Regions from separate parts of the Zea mays genome. Here regions 1 and 3 are each linked to region 2. The links are chromatin contacts, called in public Hi-C maps. All regions are on one chromosome and are shown on one strand. The core of a region is the stretch at or near the end of the contact, and the rest is flanking DNA. Distances in the headings are between cores, read along the strand shown. Region 1 holds the start of LOC100192539 (putative zinc metalloprotease EGY1 chloroplastic). Region 2 holds the start of LOC100192052 (Ubiquitin-conjugating enzyme E2 2). Region 3 holds the start of LOC100273191.

Region 1 (2,700 bases), core at 109-2,608, 130 kb after region 2:
CAACTATGGTCGTGTTTGGAATACATAGACCTAATAGTTAGTCAGCTAATAAATTATTAGATGGTTCAACCAACTAATAAACTAATTGTTAGTTGTGAGTTAGCTAACAATTAGCTAGAGTATTAGCTAGAGGTGTTTGAAAACTCTAAAACTAATTTTAGCAACTAATTATTAGATTTAGAGGTTATAAACATGATCTAAGGATAAGAATACTTCTAACAAAATAAAATGTTATAAACATAATGCACCATGGTATATTGTAGTCACACTGAATAGTAGCCAGACGAAATCCAAACACCATGGGCTTCCTCTAAGGCCCCTTTGGCAAGCTATGGATCCTCTGAAAACAACTTCGTCTCTGAGTCCTCTGGCTACTTGGCTTCTCTAAAGGAGTCACAACCGTTTTTCAATTTGTTTGGCAAAACCGATTCTCTTATATTTATTTCAAATGGTGTATAAGGAAATATATTAGTCGATAGAAAACAAGTTTTTAGTGCTTCGGCTCCCAACAAGAAAACAACTCTAACTCTTGGAGGGCTCTTAATGAGAAACCATTTTTAACTGTTTGGTAGTGTTCCATGACGAGTTAGAGATAGAGTAATGCTAAAGAGACCCTAAATCGATTTCCCATTCAAATTTTCTGGATTGATGGTTTGAGGTTGCTCTCGCTGCAGACTAGAACCTAAACCCAAAAGGCATGCATGAGTCCTTGGCCAGGCCGACAAAGAGCCCGCTACATCCCACAATCTTGCTAACCACTACAAATGTAGAACTGTGGGAGCTAGTTTGGGAGCCACAAAGTCAAAGAGAAGGTTAGGACTGGTTTAAAAAACTCCATTTTTCCGAGAGATTTCTATTTTCGTAAGGAAAAATGGACTAATTTCTCTTGGGCCTGTTTGTTTCGTTGGAATTGAATTTCATTCTAATAATCATAATTTATACACAAACTATAAGTTAATATATTTATATAATATATTTATATATTATTCTAAATTATATGAGAGAAATAGTTATACATTATACTTATGTTATTTAGAAGCAAATAGAGGAGTATGTTATAAATTGTACATTAGAAAAGTAGAATGTAAATCTATAGAATTAATTTTTATCTCTCATTATATAAATTTAAGATAAACTTACATATAAACTTTGAAAAATTGTAAAATATAAATTCTTTAGAAAAATGAGATTCCAAACTAGCATTTGGTCCCTAAAATATTCTTAGGTTTTCTTGCTCCAAACTAGACGGGAAGTAGATTCCCCACCCTGCGTTGGACACTTCGACTTTGGACGCTGGAAAGTGGAAAGCATCGCCGGCTCGCCGCCAAACTCGCTGCCACGTCGGTCCGAACCAAATCCAGCACCTCTCTCCCCTCCCCCTTCCTCCCGTCCCCCGTCGACAGTCGCATCGCACCCTATCCTCCCCAGTCCCCACCAGTCCACCACCCTCTCCCCGCCTCCCGCTGCGACCACCGCACCGGCGAACTTGGAGGGCCGCTCGGCGCTGCACACCAAGCCGGGGATGGCCGCCGCGCTTGCGAGCTCGCCGCTTGTTCACCTAACTACCTCCCGCCTCCGCCTCCCCAGGCCCCAGGCCTCCGCTTCTAGTTCGGGTCCAGTCTGCTCGATCGGCGTGTGCTTGGGATGGAGGCTGAAGGTCGGGTGGAGGGCCCTGAGGCGGCGCGACCGGCTTCGATGCTTCTCCACCGACGGGGGCGGCGGGGAGGAGGGGGAAAAGCGTGGCGAGGAGGAGACATCGGCAACGGCGGCGGCATCCCCGGCCTCGGTTCCAGCGGAGACACAGGTGGGCGCTGGGGAGGAGCTGGCGTCCGAGCGGAGTCGGTCAGGGAGCTTTTCTTCCTCATCCTCGTCGTCCGGGGTAACAACCAAATGCACAATGGATCAACCTTTGCATTGCTTGCGTTGGAGTAATATTCACTTACACAGGGTTTGCTTGTTATTTTGTTTCTGGTGGGAGGCATTGTTCATTTCGATGGGCCGGGTAGCTGTGGGCGTTGGGTTAATTGTGAACGAATTGTAGAGAGTTTTGTGTGGGTGTGGCCGTGTAGGTGTAGCTTTGTATTGAGCTCAGTAGTATGCCTTGAGTCTTGACCATTCACTGGCCAGAGCTTTTCTGGAATGAGAGGATTTTACACAATTAGAGACGCATGGGCTAACTTTTTGTTCATCTGTTCATTGTTGATTTTCAGATTGAATTCACGTATATACTGTGTGTACTAGCTGCTGGTAAGCTGTATATTAGAGATCGAGTAAATAATAATAGTACGGTTATATAGGGTACGCTTGAATTATTACCTGTCGTCTGTAGAAGCCCAACCTCATTTTGGTCGTTGACCATGGGCAAGGATATCATTTGGATGGCAGCAAGAGATTTATTTAGCTTGGCCTGGTTCCAGTGCCCATGCCGCAGTCCTTTTTTTAGCCCAAGTATGGCCGTCCTCCACCAATTTTTGGCTAGCCAATGGTTTGACATGGCTTGCACGCTGCAGCATCCAATCGTACCCATAACACGTGACATTCCAGACATAGTTAATCCAAGTTAACCTCTGGTGATGTAAATATGTTTGCCCAAACTGAGTCGCTAGGTGCATACTTGTGCACAGGCACCATCCTTCATAGGGTTGGTCTTGAGTTAATTTTGAGCCCTAGTATGCTGCTGGAGTTCAATGCATCCTTGCA
Region 2 (2,823 bases), core at 135-2,634:
ATGTTTCCCTTTGGTAGCTTCTGACAATCGTTAGCATCTAAAGAACAAAAAATAAAGGCATCACAGCTTTACTTATTCGGTAAGACCTTTCTCTTTCTTAATATAAATTATACGCAGCTCTGCTGCGTGTTTCGAGAAAAAAAAACTTATTCGGTAAACAATATAAAAGGGATGACACAACTGCAAGGCTCCTATATCAGGAAAACATGCAATGATGCAAATAAATGCAAGGTTCCTAAGTAGGCAGCTTGTTCCTAAGCTCGTAGGGGTAAATATTCATAGTTCGTATCCATTGATTTGCATCTTCACTTCGAGGTTCCAAATCAAACGAGAAATATGGCGCCTATTGTAAACAATTATTGAAGACCATGTTGATGTCAAAAACAACAAGACAATTTACAATTCCAACTTCCCAATGCTATGATGTTTGCCTTTTATTAGCTGTATAAGAAAGATAATAAAAGCTAGATGTAGTAGTATGCTTGGCAAAACACACATATTCAGAGTTTAACTATTAATATCTTTCATGTCAATCAGACATGCCTTCCCTTTGGTAACTTGTGACAACCGTTAGCATTAATAAAGAACAAAAAAGGCATTACAGACCAGGCTCTTTTTTTTTGGAAAACGGTGCATAAGGAACGAAACAACTGGAAGATACCTTCATCATGAAAGCATGCAAGTGAAGCACGGATTCTATGCAGGCAGCTTGTTCTTAAGCTCGTAGAGGTTAATATTTGCAGTTCGTTAACATTTGTTTGCATATATGCTTCGAGATGCAAATCAGACGAGAAATTTGGGACCTATCGTGCACAACTATAGAACAGTCGGCATATAAGGTAGAATTCAGTATTTCAGTCAACCAATCATCAACTAACGACATTGGCAGTACCCAAAAAATGCAGACGCCAGCTATTGAACAATTACAGATCGAGCCAAACTAAATCGGATGGGTCTCACCTCCATCCCACGGCGTGTCATCCGGCCTGCAGAATCGCAACAAACACCAAGAGAAAAAGCACAGTCAGCATTAAAACCCACCAAAAGTATCGCGGCCTCACGCCTCACTAGATCCTTAGGCTAGCTAACCTAACATCACAGAAATAGGCGGGCTGATACCCGAATATGACGGCGTTCCAGAGCATGATATTGTTGTCGTACGGCGCGCCGCTGATGCCGGCGGGCGGGTCCTGCTGCAGGCGCTTGAAGTCCCGCATCAGGCGCTTCCTCGCCGGCGTCGACATCTCCGCCACCAGACCCTAGCTCAGGCCCCGATCTCTCGCCCCGCAGGCCGCAGCGCGTGGTGCGAGGCGAGCTTCGCACACCTCCGCTCCCTGGGTCTCCCACCCTCCTGGTAGGATACGCGAGAGGAGAAGCTTCGGAGCGAGAGGCGAGCAGGTGGGGAGCCGGCCAGCCGGGTGCGAAAAGGAGTCGTGCATAAAACCGACGCGAAGCGCGAGCGGCGTGTGTGGACCGACCCTTCCCCGAGCGGCCGAGGTCGCGTTGCCCCCACGCGCCCCTCGCCCAACGAGTGATCGTGCGTTGCAACGGGAATATATAATACAAAGATAACTTATATATAATACCAAGATAATTTATGTATAAATGTGATATACTGTAAAAAGAAAAGGTTTCGTAATCCGTTTGTGATTTTATCATACATAAATTTTATTATTTTAATCTAACTATTTCACCACTACACATTGCAATGTCGCGATGATATATAAATTATTCGATAGAATGTTAGTGCAAAACGGTACATGAAAACGAACAAGATAATCATCGACCTCAATATCTAAAATATTCTTTTCTAACATCTAATCTCTACTACTATAAAGCATTATCTACCAAAACCTACAGAAATAATTCTAATCATGTGTTGCTAATCGAAGCAAGGAGGGGGGTTGCATGAAAGCCGAAGCACGAGCTGTAAGGCCTACGACAAGGAGCGATGAGGTATACACGTTGCTAATCGAGAACAATGTAAGTGCCTTACTCTCCCGAGAAACTAATCAGCACAGCGGAATTCCTGCCACCGCCTAATCTACTCATGTTAAGCATCTCACTCTGTCAAACTGGAGAGAGCCCATGAACCCTACGACCCACTCTTAAGCATAAGAGCACAATATCATCTGCTCCAAATGGAAGGCCATCCTATCAAGCCATCGTCCTTAGGGTGGACAACATGCGGAACTGCTTCTAGCACCGAGTTCTATCATTTATGCCTGGAATATTGAAGAACATAAACGAAAACAAACTGTAAACAACCCTGCTCGACATACGTAGTTAAAGAAAAAAGGGAAAAGATTATAGGTGATCCTGAAGATATATATGAACACACATTTGGACGGATTCAGAATTCAAGCACGTGCTCTCTAGCAGAATCAACAAGAGCTTTTACGCACCATGGTAGAGGAATCTGCCTCGATCTAGGACAACTTTGGAGATCCCTTTCTCCAGGCAAGATTTGGCGATCACCTCACCAATCTTGTGTCGTTTCCTAGAAGCCATTAGCAAAAAATGTGTCAGAAACATATCATAGCCTACCTACAAGAACACAACTCATCGTGTTATTTTGAATCCAAGAATAACCAAACTTTAACCAACAATATCAATATGAGATGTGCTCACCAGATGAGATGTGCTTGCCGAAAGTAACAACACAGCAAAGGAGAGGAAACGGGGAAAACGAATAAAGATCATTTAAACCGGTGCAGTATATTAAGGCTGCAAAGGGGTAGCCTGCCTACCCTGGTTCTGCCGTTCTGCAATCTTAACCGTCCAATTTGCCTTTATGCAATCTCAACCGTGCGATGGAGCCCC
Region 3 (2,884 bases), core at 242-2,741, 170 kb after region 2:
AGTGAAGTCCTACACGCAATATATAGGATGTCTAATGACGTTATTAAGCCTAGGGACCACCATTTCACTGACATGCATCCTAGGCTACGAGAGGTTCGATTTTGGCCACATTTCAAGGACTGCATAGGAGCAATCGATGGAAGCCACTTTCCCGCGTTTGTGCCTTCGACTGAGCAACCAAAATATATTGGTCGTCATGGTTACGCATAGTAGAATGTCATGGTGGTCTGTGACTTCGATATGAGGTACACTTTTGTTGTGACTAGGTGGCCTGGTTCGGTGCATGACACTAGAGTGCTACAAGATACTTTGATCACGTACGGGGATCGGTTCCCGCATCCTCCAGAAGGTATTGGTATATTTTACAAGACTTAGCATTTGTACTTAATGACGTTATGTATGTCCTTAACCTTTGTGACATTTTGCAGAGAAATGTTATCTTGTAGATTCAGGGTACCCTAACAGGAAGGGATATCTTGCACCTTATAAGGGTCAGAAATACCATATTTCGGAATGACAACATGCGCGGCAACCAGTTGGTGCCAAAGAAGTTTTCAACTATGCCCACTCATCACTGAGGAATGTGATAGAGCGTTTATTTGGGGTGCTGAAGATGAAGTGGAGAATCCTTCTAAATCTGCCATCATTTTCACTTAGTAAACAATCAAAGATAATTATTGCATGCATGGCGTTGCATAACTTCATTCGAGATAGTGCTATACACGATTGCGACTTTGACCAGTTTGTACCTAGCACGACGTATGTTCAGGATGTAGGTATATGTGAGAGTAGTACTAGCACATCAGATGAGTTAGACATGAGTGCATTTAGAGATGAAATTGCTAATGCATTAGTGTCGTAGTTATTTATGTGAACCAATGCATAGTAATGGTGCAGTGGACATATCTGTCTAATTGTAGTCAAGCGTTGTTTATTGTGTCTTTCCCTGTTTCATTTTTTTCACTCTATACTTACAATCTCAGAATCTCCGTATCCAAACAACTAGATTCTAACCATCAGTTTCTTCCCACAGCAGCCGAACCAAACACTTAAACCACATCCAACTTTTTACCACAGCCAGGTTTTCAGAAAAGCTACTCATAAAAAGCTAAACCAAACAAACACATAGCCATAGGATGGATATCTTTGACCTACATAGACATAGTCATAGGTATGCAGGGACAGAGGAAAATTTGTACCAACTAGTAAATATGAGTAGAGTGACACGACATGTTATTTTTCGTCGTGGTATGGAAACGCTACTAAACTAAGGTTATCAGACTTTCTATTCTTATTTTCACTATGATTTATAACGCAAAATAATTAATAACCATAACAATTTATATATAGCCGTTTTTGGTCCACAAAACAACCGGTAGACCCTTCCAAGCTGGCATTGTCCCGTCCCCTGTCGACTTCCTCTCCATTTCATTTCCGTTCCAGGTCTCCTGTTTCCATCCTCTTCCACGGTTCCACTTCCACCCCCATCTCCTCGCCCTCGGCAAGCCCAGCAACCCCAATCCCCAATCCCGTCCGCTTCTTTCCCCGTCCCCGACCTTGCCGAGGAACCTCCCGCTCCCAAATCCTAGCCTCTCCTCCCTCGCCGCTCCCCTCCCCATGGAGGACGAGGACGCCGGCCTCGGCGACGGGGGCGAGGCCTCCCCTCCGCACCATGCCGCGGCGTCGGGCGACCGGGCGCGGGACTTGGCGGCGTCCCCGACCAGCTCGCGCTCCGTGACGCAGACGGTGAACGGGTCCCACCGCTTCGTGATCCAGGGCTACTCGCTCGCCAAGGGCATGGGCGTGGGGAAGCACATCGCCAGCGACACCTTCACCGTCGGCGGCTACCAGTGGGCGATCTACTTTTACCCAGACGGGAAGAACCCCGAGGACAACTCCGGCTACGTCTCGGTCTTCATCGCGCTCGCGTCCGACGGCACCGACGTGCGCGCGCTCTTCGAGCTCACGCTTCTAGACCAGAGTGGCAAGGGCAAGCACAAGGTGCACTCGCACTTTGACCGCTCCCTAGAGTCCGGACCGTACACTCTCAAGTACCGCGGATCCATGTGGTAATGATCTAGGAGTTTTGTCCCCTTCTCTCTTGCCGCCTTAAAGCAGCTTGCATTGAGTAATGAGCTCTGTTTAGGTTTAGAACGAGTGTCTAGTGGCTAGATTGGTTACAGGGTATCTGCCGAATTAGTTTGATTTGAAAGTAGTTGGTGGATGTTGGGTGTTATTTTAGTGATTATTCTACATGATAGTCCATGTTTTTGTTTCGGTGCCTGATTTTAGTTGATTTGGATTGGATGTGTTTGTATTGCTCCAGCCTATTAAGTGGCCTGTGAGTTTTACAACGAACGCTGTCTAACAAAATTGGCGATCTATAGTACCTAGATGTGATTCAGTTGTGCTACAGCTGTGATCACACAGATGCCTGCAATGATGTATTTATTACAGTTTCATTCGGTTGCTTCCCTGTTTGTGTTAATCATTAATATTTCCATTGCTCAACCCATTGAACTGTAACTGCTTGATGTTATCCTGAAATTAAGGCATGTTTGGTTGTATGCCAAGGCGCCATTGCCATATATTTTCTGCCACACTTGTCTAAAGTTAGGCGCTAAAATTCTTCGCCACATCTTAGTATGGCTAAGGAAATTTTAGCACACTTTTAAAAATCATTGACGAGTGGGACCTACACAGTTGAGAAAAATCTTATCAGTTGCCACAGCTGTGGCTACAAACCGAACATATGCCTAAGATGGTCAAACCTGACTAACCTTAAGCCTGCAAATTGTGGCAAGTTAGGCAGCGAACCAAGCAGTCCCTTAGTCATGTTGCATCACTGCATCAATCAAAATCCATTTTGGAGTGGCATTTGTTT

Evidence for each region. Hi-C and Micro-C count contacts between places; a contact is called where the count stands out from the background.
Region 1: a Hi-C map of ear shows a contact between it and region 2, with 3 times the contacts expected there. The contact joins the promoter of LOC100192539 here to the promoter of LOC100192052 in region 2. A contact is called at or near these places in 10 of 25 Hi-C or Micro-C datasets (bundle sheath, ear, endosperm and 3 more) and 2 of 3 datasets of contacts at active chromatin or transcription factors (leaf and seedling).
Region 3: a contact with region 2 is called in a Hi-C map of root tip, with 3 times the contacts expected there. The contact joins the promoter of LOC100273191 here to the promoter of LOC100192052 in region 2. A contact is called at or near these places in 7 of 25 Hi-C or Micro-C datasets (ear, endosperm, leaf and 2 more) and 1 of 3 datasets of contacts at active chromatin or transcription factors (seedling).

Annotation. Positions count from the first base shown.
Region 1 is chr1:293,526,464-293,529,163 of Zm-B73-REFERENCE-NAM-5.0, reverse strand. It overlaps LOC100192539 (putative zinc metalloprotease EGY1 chloroplastic), which reads left to right and starts at 1,358. Exons shown (of 10, transcript NM_001137758.1): 1 at 1,358-1,879. The coding sequence starts at 1,523.
Region 2 is chr1:293,660,418-293,663,240 of Zm-B73-REFERENCE-NAM-5.0, reverse strand. LOC100192052 (Ubiquitin-conjugating enzyme E2 2) reads right to left here and starts at 1,384. Exons shown (of 5, transcript NM_001137475.2): 1 at 1,120-1,384; 2 at 961-986. The coding sequence starts at 1,244.
Region 3 is chr1:293,493,794-293,496,677 of Zm-B73-REFERENCE-NAM-5.0, reverse strand. It overlaps LOC100273191, which reads left to right and starts at 1,491. Exons shown (of 5, transcript NM_001147635.1): 1 at 1,491-2,069. The coding sequence starts at 1,618.